Regions from separate parts of the Zea mays genome. Here region 2 is linked to region 1. The links are chromatin contacts, called in public Hi-C maps. All regions are on one chromosome and are shown on one strand. Each heading gives the region's core, a stretch centred on a gene start, on an enhancer-like site or on the middle of the called end of the contact. The rest is flanking DNA. Distances are from core to core; before and after follow the strand shown. Region 1 holds the start of LOC100272890. Region 2 holds the start of LOC100275130.

What was found. Hi-C and Micro-C count contacts between places; a contact is called where the count stands out from the background.
Region 2: a Hi-C map of endosperm shows a contact between it and region 1, with 2.0 times the contacts expected there. The contact joins the promoter of LOC100275130 here to the promoter of LOC100272890 in region 1. A contact is called at or near these places in 9 of 25 Hi-C or Micro-C datasets (bundle sheath, ear, endosperm and 3 more).

Annotation. Positions count from the first base shown.
Region 1 is chr6:98,457,343-98,462,704 of Zm-B73-REFERENCE-NAM-5.0, reverse strand. It overlaps LOC100272890, which reads right to left and starts at 3,066. Exons shown (of 2, transcript NM_001357511.1): 1 at 2,740-3,066; 2 at 1,707-2,608. The coding sequence starts at 2,973. The coding sequence ends at 1,853. LOC100384218 reads left to right here. Exons shown (of 1, transcript NM_001176790.2): 1 at 1-943. The coding sequence ends at 296.
Region 2 is chr6:98,704,738-98,710,133 of Zm-B73-REFERENCE-NAM-5.0, reverse strand. LOC100275130 reads left to right here and starts at 1,774. Exons shown (of 1, transcript NM_001363843.1): 1 at 1,774-2,396. The coding sequence starts at 1,824. The coding sequence ends at 2,066. It overlaps LOC100286190 (auxin-independent growth promoter-like protein), which reads right to left. Exons shown (of 11, transcript NM_001159078.2): 7 at 5,355-5,396; 8 at 5,108-5,251; 9 at 4,895-5,018; 10 at 4,579-4,770; 11 at 3,871-4,394. The coding sequence ends at 4,032.

The DNA of each region.
Region 1 (5,362 bases), core at 1,817-4,316:
CGGCCACGTCTAGCCACAGCAGCACCGTCGAGTCGTGGAGCGGCGGCGCGCCCCGCGTCGCCGCCCCGCCGCGGAGCGCCGCCGCGCCCATGGAGGAGGACGACGACGAGGACTGCCACAGCTACTGCGGATCCTCGTCGTCCGTGCTCTGCGAAGACGCCCGCGGGGACGACGACGACGACGCGGCGGCGTCCCACGCGCCCCTGCCGTTCGATCTGAACCTGCCGCCGCCGATCGACGCGGCTGCTGAGGCCGATCAGATGGGTGCCCGCTACGACACGCTACTCCACCTCTAGCTCGCGACGACGGCCAGGAATTAGAGGAAGGAATCGAGACCGTCTGTCCTTCTTCGGCTGCTGATCCGGTGGTGTTCTATCGCTAGATGGATAATTCTTGCCTTTTTCCCCCTTCTTTTCTTCTGCTACTTTTTTTGTTTTCTTCTCTTACCACCACGATGATGATGATTCGATATTATGTGAATAATTCAGTTATGTCCATGTAAGCTGTGAGGAAGGAAATCTGAGCTTTTCCTTATCTTCCTATGGTGTTTCTGCTGGTGCTGCTCTTTCATTTGTTGGAAAGATAATGGAAGAAATCAAGAGAAATTATTTACACAGATCATTTGCTGCCGCTTTACCATGTCAGAGTTGGACTGAGCTGAACATGATTACCTTATAATGCACTAACAAAAATTCATCTACTGATGTTCAAATTGTAGTGTCAATGCATGCGTTGCAAGTTATGGCAGGGCTGCAACCTGCAAGAGCAGTGCGCAGTGTCATCTGAAAGTTCTATTCTAATACTTGGATTTGGTAACATCAAATCTGAACTAGAATACTAGATGAAGGCAACACTTGGATTAGTATTCGTCTACTTATGTGCAGATCATAGTACCAAAGTCCACTCGCATTGCAGGTTGCGACTTGGAGGCGCAATGGGAGTGTCATCTGAAAGGTCTTTTCCTCATTCGGGTCTGGTAAAATCATCTCAATATTCTAAGGCAATACTTGGACTATAATTTTATTTTTTTTTTGCAGCGCTTCTTCCCTCAAGCTGGCTGATTCTAATTCTGTTGGTTTTGCTATTTCTTGTAAGCACTGGATTAACAGCGACTGGCCCCATTGATCATACGGATTCGTGAAGACTTGCGTTGTGACCCCGAAACAAATTCTTGAAGCCTCTTCTTGGACAGCGAATGAATGGAGTTGACGACTAGAGGTGTTCTGCTTAATTAATTGCTTGCCCGTCGCGATGGTTACTGTTTCTTTCAGGATGACTCGTTCTGGTGTGTAAGATCAGGTGATGTGCAGCTCCCCCTTCCTGTGCATGATTAGCCCCCCTCCTTGAGTGCAAGTGTAGACATAGGATGCTATCTGTTTGTTTGGTTACCTCAATTTAAGCTGAACTGTACAATGCTGATATAGTTTCCTGGTTCTGAAGCATTCTCTTCTTGATTGTTCTTGGTTGAAAGGGAAAGCGATGGGGGTTGCACCCTTCTTTGTTGTTCCTGGTTGAAAGGGGGAGGAAGCGTTGGATCAAATCAACGGGAGGAAAGTTCTTGCTGTGTTGAATACTAGTATACTATACTATATACAAGTCAGTTGTGGCTGGAAAAAAACGACTAAATCCTAAAGCGCCTGTGGACTTCAGTTATGGAGATTTTTTTTTAGTGGATTGTTTTGCTGTGACTCTATGGGAATTTAGCGGAGTAAAAAAGCGACAGCCCGAATTTGCATTAACAAGTACATTACATACACGATTCCTCCTCTGCTCTCCAAAGTTTTCCATGGTATACATACACCTTCCCAAGATCCATGACGGCGGTCGGACACCTAGCAGTTAGACACTCGAATCACTCGAGCTGAGCGTACCAGACCCCCTGGATCTTGACATCCTTGGGCGCCTTGGCCCCGAGGTCGGTGTCGGACGGCTGCACGCTCTCGAAGACGCCGATGACCTCGCCGGTCTCCGGGTTGCTCTTGGTGACGCTCAACGTGATGTTGCCGGTGGAGGAGGCGGCGTTCTTGATGTTCTCCTTCTGGAGCTCCTCCTCGTCACCTCTGCCCCCGGCGGGGAGCGCGACGGCGTTGTCGTAGCCGGTGGAGCCGCCGCGGCCCTTGGGGTCGAGGAAGGAGGAGCCACGGTAGCTGGGCACGAGGAAGGGCCCGCCGAAGCTCTCGGGCTTGCCGGTGGCGACGAGCTGCTTGACGGTGAAGAGGAACGGCACGCGCTCGCCCCCCGGGAGCTGCACGGTGACGGCGGCGTAGTCGATGCCGTCCTTCTCCTCGAACTTGAGCGTGCCGTCGGAGCCGACCTCGAGCGGGCCCTCGATCTCGTCCAGCGTGTACGTGAGGCGGGTCATGAGCTTGGTCTTCTGGAACTCGGGCGGGGCGTTCTTGGCGATGCCCTCCGCCTTGACGGTGAAGGACGTCGGCTCCAGGCACAGCTTCTTCATCTGGTACTTGCCGGCCTTGAACGGGAACGACTCCACGCCGCCGTCGATGGTCGGGCACTGGTTCGCCGTGCCCGTGCCCTTCACCTCCATGTACGTTTTGCTCTGGATCTCGTCGTAGGTCAGCCTCTTGGGCGTGCCCTCCGCGCTCGCGCCCTGCACGCAGACACACACACACACACACACACACACACACACACACACACACACACATGTCACCACCAACCAACTTCGGCCGACCTTGAGGAGCAGGCAAGCGAGCTCGCTAACAATGCATGCGTGCTTACCGAGACGAGGAGCGCCGAGGTGGCGAGCGCGAAGCCGGCGAGCTTCGCGGCGTCGACGCACCTGCTGGCGACGTCCTGCAGGGAGCACGTGATCCTGGCGGCGCCGGCGTCGACGCCGAACGCCCTGCAGGCGAGTTGCGACGACGGGCGGGACGGCAGCGAGGCAAAGGGCGCCCGGCCGCCGATCTTGGCCGGCTGCATCAGGGTGGCCGCGGCTTGGAGCGAGGCTGCCATCGTCGTCGCGGCGGTGATGCCTTTTGGCTTTTGCCCTTTTCCTCTGGTGGGTGCGTATCGTGAAGGGCGGTTTTGTGAGGGCGGGAGAGTTCGTTATCTACGCGCAGCTGAGCACAGGCCACAGGCGGAGGATAAGAGCAGCGGATAAGGGGTCTCTTCCCATTGGTGAATCGGGGCTATGGTGATGCCCACTGCACACGTGGCATGCCCAGGTGCCACTCCTCGCTGGCACTTGTGGTCGTGCGGGCTGGTCCTGGTTTGTAGGGACCACCGGAGAAGGATCTCCTCTCCTCGGCCTAATCCCCATGGGCCATGGTATACAGTTTTTAGTGGAGCAACTAAAGTTTATTTAAATCAGCGGTATGTACTCTTGTGTTGTCAATAATACTACTAGTACCAAGCATTTAATGAAATCTAGCTTGTGATCCAAGACATGGACTACCTACTGCATATTACTCTAGAGTTCAATGACGCACCAACGATCCTCGGACTTGTAAGTGTGTGTTACTTAGTTTTGTGAGTTTTAAAAATACATTTCTATTTTCATTAATAAAAGAAGTATAAACAAATGTACATCATCTAAGAAAATAAGGTTTCTAGACCCAAAAGAAAGGAAGAAAAAAAAAAGGCATAACTATAGCTATCTCTCTAAAGAATGAGGGGTCCTTGTTAACTTTCCTTGGATTTGATACATTGGAAAGTTTGCCATTTATATAAAAAAATCACTCCATTTTTTGTAGTCTGGATGATCTAACAAGTAGACGAAAATCTCTCTAAAATAGGATTGCCAAAATTTGTTCTAGCCTTAATGTTGATGTCTAAAGGTTGTAGACTCAGGTTCCAACTTATGGCGATTTTATTCTAATATGATTGAGTAAAAGAACGTTCAAAGAAGAGGTGGAAACTTATGTCAACCAACCTGCCTCCCATCATGAACAATAAAGGAGTGAAGTCTTGCATGGTGGGCTTTGTGGTACCACGAGGGATCCCCACGTACGTAAAAGCGCGTACCACCACCAACTTTGCATCCAAAGGTGTTAGCTAAGTGGAGAGTGGAGATCTATCTGATTCGTTAGGTTGATGAGAACCAAAAATGACTCCTCAAACTTCACATGAAGCTCAGTTGAGTTTGAAAAAGGATCTTAGGAACCCTTTTAGGTTAAAAAAAGAACTCTAGCATCACCTGTATGGATGAGTAGGGTATCGTCGTCCTACTTGTATAGTTGGAAAGTCACCTCCAAATGTATCACTCAAAGGATTCTTTAAAACACTCACCCCCACCAAGCTTTATTTGTCCTAGATTAGAGGAGGTATATATGTTGCCATCTCAAAGAGAAGGAGATAGAGGGGGGGGGGTCCCCTTGTCTCACTCCTCTTCTACAATTGTTAAAGATTTTTGTGTGGGATGCCATTGAGTAGTACTAAAGATATGATCCTCAACCAAGAATACTTTGAATCCATGTGATTCGCTTGTCTAAAAAAAGCTTATGCTTTAGGACTCTGTAGAACCATCCAATGCCCTAGTTTGTAAAAAACGAATTTTCGAAAGTGAACTGAAGTATGACGAGTTATTTATTTGAACGATGGCAAAGGTGAGCACAAAACTGTTCACGCCGGAAAACCAAAACCCTCGGTTTTGGCAACGTACTACTGGACCAGATCTGGATGTTCCACAGCCAAGGCCACCTTAAGATTGGATTGGGCCTGAAGATGACGTCAGAGGCCTCCAAGTGAAATTGCTAGTGGGCCTGCCAAAAGCCCTCTCCCTCTCCCCCGAACCAAACAAAGGCCGAAGCCTTGCGTGTCGGCTTTCCGCAGTGAAGCAGCTGCAGTGGCCCGGGGGGCAGCTGAGAGACCTTCGTTTTTGTTCCCTGAATGAATTCTGGTCCTGTTTGGTGAACTTGCATCGAACACACATAGAAAAAAAAGTAAGGGAAAAAAAAGAAGAAAAAAAACACCCCGACGCCACGCTCGTCAGGCATCACCTACGCCTACGCGGAGCCCCCTATATTGACCGATCGTGTCAACTGTCAATCCCTTTGGCGTTCGTTGGGAGAAGAAAAGGACAACAGGGACGAGAAGCAGGGCCCGGTCCTGGTTGGATGCTGCAGGGCGATATGGCCGGCCGGCCGGCTTGCCCTTGTCTGACTCTGACGAGAGCATGGAGGCAACAGTGTCAATGAGTTGGTACGAGATGGAGTCAGCAAATGGAGGTAAGCTTGCTTAATTAACCGTAGGGTTTCTAACAGTGAGCTGTCTGGTACGTAATAATACTATTAGTTAGAGTTGGCCAGGTACTAGCTACAGGTTGTATGAATCCGTCAACTAAGCTGGTTGGAATGCTATACAGGTTTAGTGCCGCACCCAAAAAAAAAAAAGTCGAATTTGT
Region 2 (5,396 bases), core at 525-3,024, 250 kb before region 1:
TAACGGAACGGGCGGGCTGCACGCCGCGGCGCTGGGCACGCAAGGGGGGGCTCGCAGAGGTGCAGGCCCTGAGACAGGCTCGCGTGGGCGGCGTGGTGGTTCAGCAGCAGCAGCAGCAGCCCAGGATGAATGGTGGCCGCCCGTTCCTTGTCCGTAGTACTACTGCCTGCGGCGCTCGCGGCCCGGCCGGCGCGCGGGCACGGTGGGCGCCCCCTGTACCAGCGCAGCGCCAGTGCCGCAGCCACCGCCACACGTTTGCGTCGCGTCGCCACGGGGGCACGCGCGCGCGCATGCATACGCATATCTGACGCCTCACACGCCTCGATCGCATGCGTCGCCGGCCCGTGTGTATATGGCCCCGTTTGTTTCCGCTTTTGAGCGGCTTCTGGCGGCCATAATCTGCCCAGGTCATCCAAACGCGCAGATTCCATGCCGACTGCGAGACGAAGCGCTTTAAGGAGAAGTGGATATGCAGCTGTTGGAGAAAAGCGGTCACTCCATCGCGTCTCCAGGAATCCCAACCGCTTCTCGGTCGTCAGTCACCCCGCACTGCAGTACAGTGCCACCATGCCGAACCTGACAGACGGTTGCTTTGTGCCATGCGATGTATCTAGTGACTTGTTGAATTAGTGATGCATGATTCCTTTGTTAACAAAGCTAACGCTTCAACTTCGACTGATCTAGGTTACTCCATCGCGTCTCCAGGAATCCCAACCGCTTCTCGGTCGTGAGCATTACTTTGATTTTTTGTTGAATCGTGTATATCTGTATCAATTTATTTATTTTGGGTTTATGGTATTGTGGTTCGATCCGGTTATTGTGACTGATCTAGGTTATTAAAACTATTATTGTAATGAGGCGTTGATTATTGTGTCTTTGCCTGTTTTCTTTTTTTCACTTAGAATCTACCTTCATTTTCGCTTAGGAAGAAATCCAAGATAATTATTGCTTGGATGGCATTGCATAACTTTATTCGAGACAGTGCTCTACACGATCGAGACTTTGACCAACTTGTACCTACTAGCCTTGCTCATGATGTACCCATAGATGAGAGTAGTAGTACCACATCTGATGAGTTAGACATAAATGCATTTCGAGATGCAATTGCTAATGCATTAGTGTTGTAGTTTAATATGTCAATGTACCGATAATTATGTTGTAATGAACTCTACTAATTTTAATGTAATGACCTTCTTGTTGGTTCGGTGTTTATATCTGTTTCCTTTTTTGAATCAGAATCTACAATCTCAGAATCTGCGTATCCAAACACCCAGATTCTAACCACCAGCTTTTCTCCACAGCAGGCGAACCAAACACCTAGATTCTAACCACCAGCTTCTCTGCACAGCCAGCTTTTCCCCACAACCAGCTTTTTAGAAAAGCTCTTCAGAAAAAAGCCGAACCAAACAAGCCTATATCACCCCCCAGGCCCCCCGTGAAGCTCTGGCCAAGAGCCGTCGCCGTCAAACTAATTAAGCACCCCGAAAACATCTGCAGCCCTGCAGAATTCCGGTTGGCTGGCGCGCGCGCGTCGCCCGCCCTCGACACGAGGACTTGGCGTCTTCGTTTCGTTGCCAATTGGCGACGCCTCCATCCGGCAGCGACGACGACATTGCCAGCAGCCGTCGCTAGCTAGCTAGCTAGCTCATGGTGAGTGCCTGCCTGCCTGCCTGTCTCTGTCTGGTCTCTTCGCGCCGTGTCTTTCTCGGAGGCGGCTGCTGGCGAACGCGAGCTGAGGCTCCTAAGGCCAGCCGTGTGGCTTTCACCGCTGCCGCACTAGCACTAACGTCGCGCGCGTTTTCTGACGACCCGTCCTCGTGCTCATGCAGGCACTGCTCCCGCTGTTCCTGAGGCCGGTGGTCCGGTTCGCGGCGCGCGTGGCGGCCGGCGGGCCGGCGGCCGCGGCGGCGACGATCCTGCACCGCGCCGGCGCGCTGCCGAGGAACCGGGGCCTGGAGCGCCTCGTCCGGGACGACGACGTCGACGACGACGACGAGCTCCACGGCCGCGGCCACGACGACTGCATCGCTAGCTTCGTCGTCGGCGTCATGCGCTGCCTCTGCTAGCTAGTAGTCTAGTCTAGTCTAGTCTAGATGGCGCATGCAGCAGTGCTGGCCATGGACGACGTGACATGCGTGCACGCACGTAGCAATGGCGCGCGACGCTGGTGTAGATTCAGCTAGCTGACTAGCTCTGGCTAGCTAGTAGAGCTAGAGAGAGGGGAAACGGGCTCCATTGTTCTCGCCTTCTCGGAGGGAATCCACCTTGATGAATTCGTGAATTTGTAGCAGGGAATGAAGTTGCATTGCAATGCTGACCTTTACCTTCTGCATGTGCACCTCTCAGCTGAAGGCATTTTATTACAGCTAGCTGCGGCTAGATGTAGGAATCAAGTGTACCCCTTGCAAAATATGGTATTCACATGACAAACGAACGAACGAACAAAAAAAAAGTGTACCTCCTGTCCTCATGAAAATGACAAAAGAAAAAGGACTACGGAGGGCCAGTACGTACAGGTAATGAGTCAATGACTCCCTAGCTTGCAGACGGGCAGGGGCTCCAGCGCCATATGTACATGTAGCATGCACAAAACATACAGCACTCACATAAATCCAAGCAGCTGAAGAGAAAGTATTCCTTGAGAATTTATCATTAGGGGCGAAGCCAGACAACAAAATTATTAGGGTCAATTTCACTAATCATCATCTAAATACACTAAATAACAATATATTTATATAATATTTTTTAAATATTACAGGGATCAGCTGACCCCAATAAAAGCCTCTGGCTGTCCGGCCCTGTTTATCATCGTTTACACATGCGCATCCCATCGTGATCTTAGTACATCTGACAATGCAATTTCGAGGTGCAATATCTCCAATAAAATAAAGAATAAGCAATGGAACCCCTGTCAACTATGCTATATATATTGTGTTGATATGAAAACAGTACTCGTATTCTAGACAGACATCTGGGTGCCGTTTGGTTCACATATTTGTAACGTAATGGGTAACTGATAACGTTAAATCATGTTTGTTTTAGTTCAACCGTAATCAGATATCATACTAAAAATTAATACTGGTCTATTCAAACTTGTTACCGCCGGTAATCGTGTGTAAACCATTATCATTACCATTACCATTTGCGTTACATTTGTTGAAACAAACAGCACCCTGCTTCAAAGGAAAACCTATATATAACAAGAGCACTGACTCAGTGGTTCTGCTGTCTTGCAAGGAACTGTCTTGTCAACAAAGGATCGACTCTTCAGCTGAAAGAACGTGTAAACAAGCCAGAAACCATCGTGTGCCACTGCCACCTTAGGCCTTCCTCAGAGCCTTGACCCGAGCAGCCAACTCATCGAAATCTGGCAACTTTGGGTGCACGTGAGCGCTCCTAGGACCATCGGGCTGAAGCGAGGTGGACCGAGCAGGAGCCTTTTCGCATCTTCGCCCGGCCCGGGCCAGCAGATTCACGCGATAGCTCTACCTGAGAGTCCATGCATTGCAAGTTATTCGACCAAATTCCATTCTTTAATCCGAGCTAATGGATACCAATTCGTTTGATTTCTTACTACAACCTATAGAAAAACATAGTTCCAGAGATAAAAGGAGACCAGACAACGAAGATTTCCGAACCAGTTCTGACATCAAGCGTAGGACTAGGAGCGACACATCTCCCAGAGTAGTTGTAACTCCCTCCTCCTCCATGGGGGACCGGGGGACGACAAAAAGATGCGAACGCGCGATTAGCCTCCACATGCATGGAAATCTTACTGTTTGGATCTGATGGAGTACATAAAACTTTGTGATTCATCTGATGAAGAGCTACATCAGATTACATATTTAGACATCACCAAGATTTTTCAGGAGGGAAAGATTGCAGAGGATCGTGATGAACTGAGCTTTGCTTTGTTAAACTTGTACAGCAGAAGTGGTAAAAAAAAATAAACAAGGTGGACAAAATTTGCAGCTTGCATATCAGCATATGATACAAAGAATAACTATGCACCATCACTCGCTGACTGTAATTTAAGCTCTACACATGCAAGGGGTGAGAGGGTTCTCCCATAGGTCATAGTGCGGGAAGGTGGGTTCAGGGAGGCCGGTCCGTGTCTGATGGGTTATCACCACGTCCTCCACGAACGTCGCCCACGGCATGTAAGGGTCACCGAAGAACTTGGACATGAGACCCTTGTCCGGCTTGATTGACTTGAGCCTGTGGCGGCCCATGTAGCGACGGTAGCCAATGATCAGCTTGGCGAAATTGCCGCCGTGGGTCATGACGAACACGTCCGACTTCAGGCATACCAGGAAGTCCAGCGCAGCAAGGCTGGTTACATGCTTCTTGAAAGGCTCCATCTCTTCCTTGCTTGCGAGATCTTCTTTGCTAACCTGAATTTAGCAAAGGCTAGCTCAGTTGTATGTACCTTGGTTAGTTGTTTCTTGGGCAGATTCTATAAATATACTACAGCGGTAACAAGAAGCTATCTCAACTATTTGCACGCTGGCTATATTTTAAATAGCAAAGGCAGAAACGGAAAGACATGCTAGATGAAGTAACTTCACAAGAACCAACCATATTGGGGAACATATTCCTCAAGGGTGCCATTCTGTTGTTCCCACCATACACCTGCCCTGATGCAACATATATCTGAGTTTCCTTCGTATACCCCATCGCGCGCAAAATGATTCCTATTTCCCCAGGCTCAAGGGGGCATCGGCCTTCTTTTCTCTTTTGTAGCGCTAGTGGCCATAAGTGTGATCCATTCTGCAAGCAACAAGAGAACAGTATATTCAGATAGTGCATTCTCCACCGAAGAAAGACGGACCATTCTTTAATAAAAACTGAAAAAAATGTGGTGTTAAAAGAAAAAAATGGAAGTTGGCATCACCTTGTACCGCCTTGGCCATTGTTGTTGTCTGTAAGTAGCCATCATAGCTTTCTCCTCCCGGGTTCCAGCAAAATCACAAAATGAAAGGCCCACCATTCCTTTCTCAAATCGCAAGTGAAGAGCCCTTTGGAAGCAGGTGTGGTCGAGCATGAGATATCAATTTGTCAACTGCAGACAGCCGACTCTTAATAGAAGAGAGCAGACTAAGCTTACATGTATGGATTTAAACTTCCTGTTCGATTCCTCATCCTTGTTGCTAGCTTGTCAGCCATTTCTTCAATGTCAGGTAGAAACTTCAAAGCATGATAATTAACTCGGCACCTCAGTCGGTTAATCTCCATTGGAACATTATCATATCTGAAACAGAATGCGTATACATGCATCTAAAGATGTATCTAAAGGCTAGGACAATGGTTTACTTAATACTTATATTGCCATCTTGATGGTGTGATACACTTACCCTAACCTATCAACAAATGGCTTGATAGACATTATCTTTTTC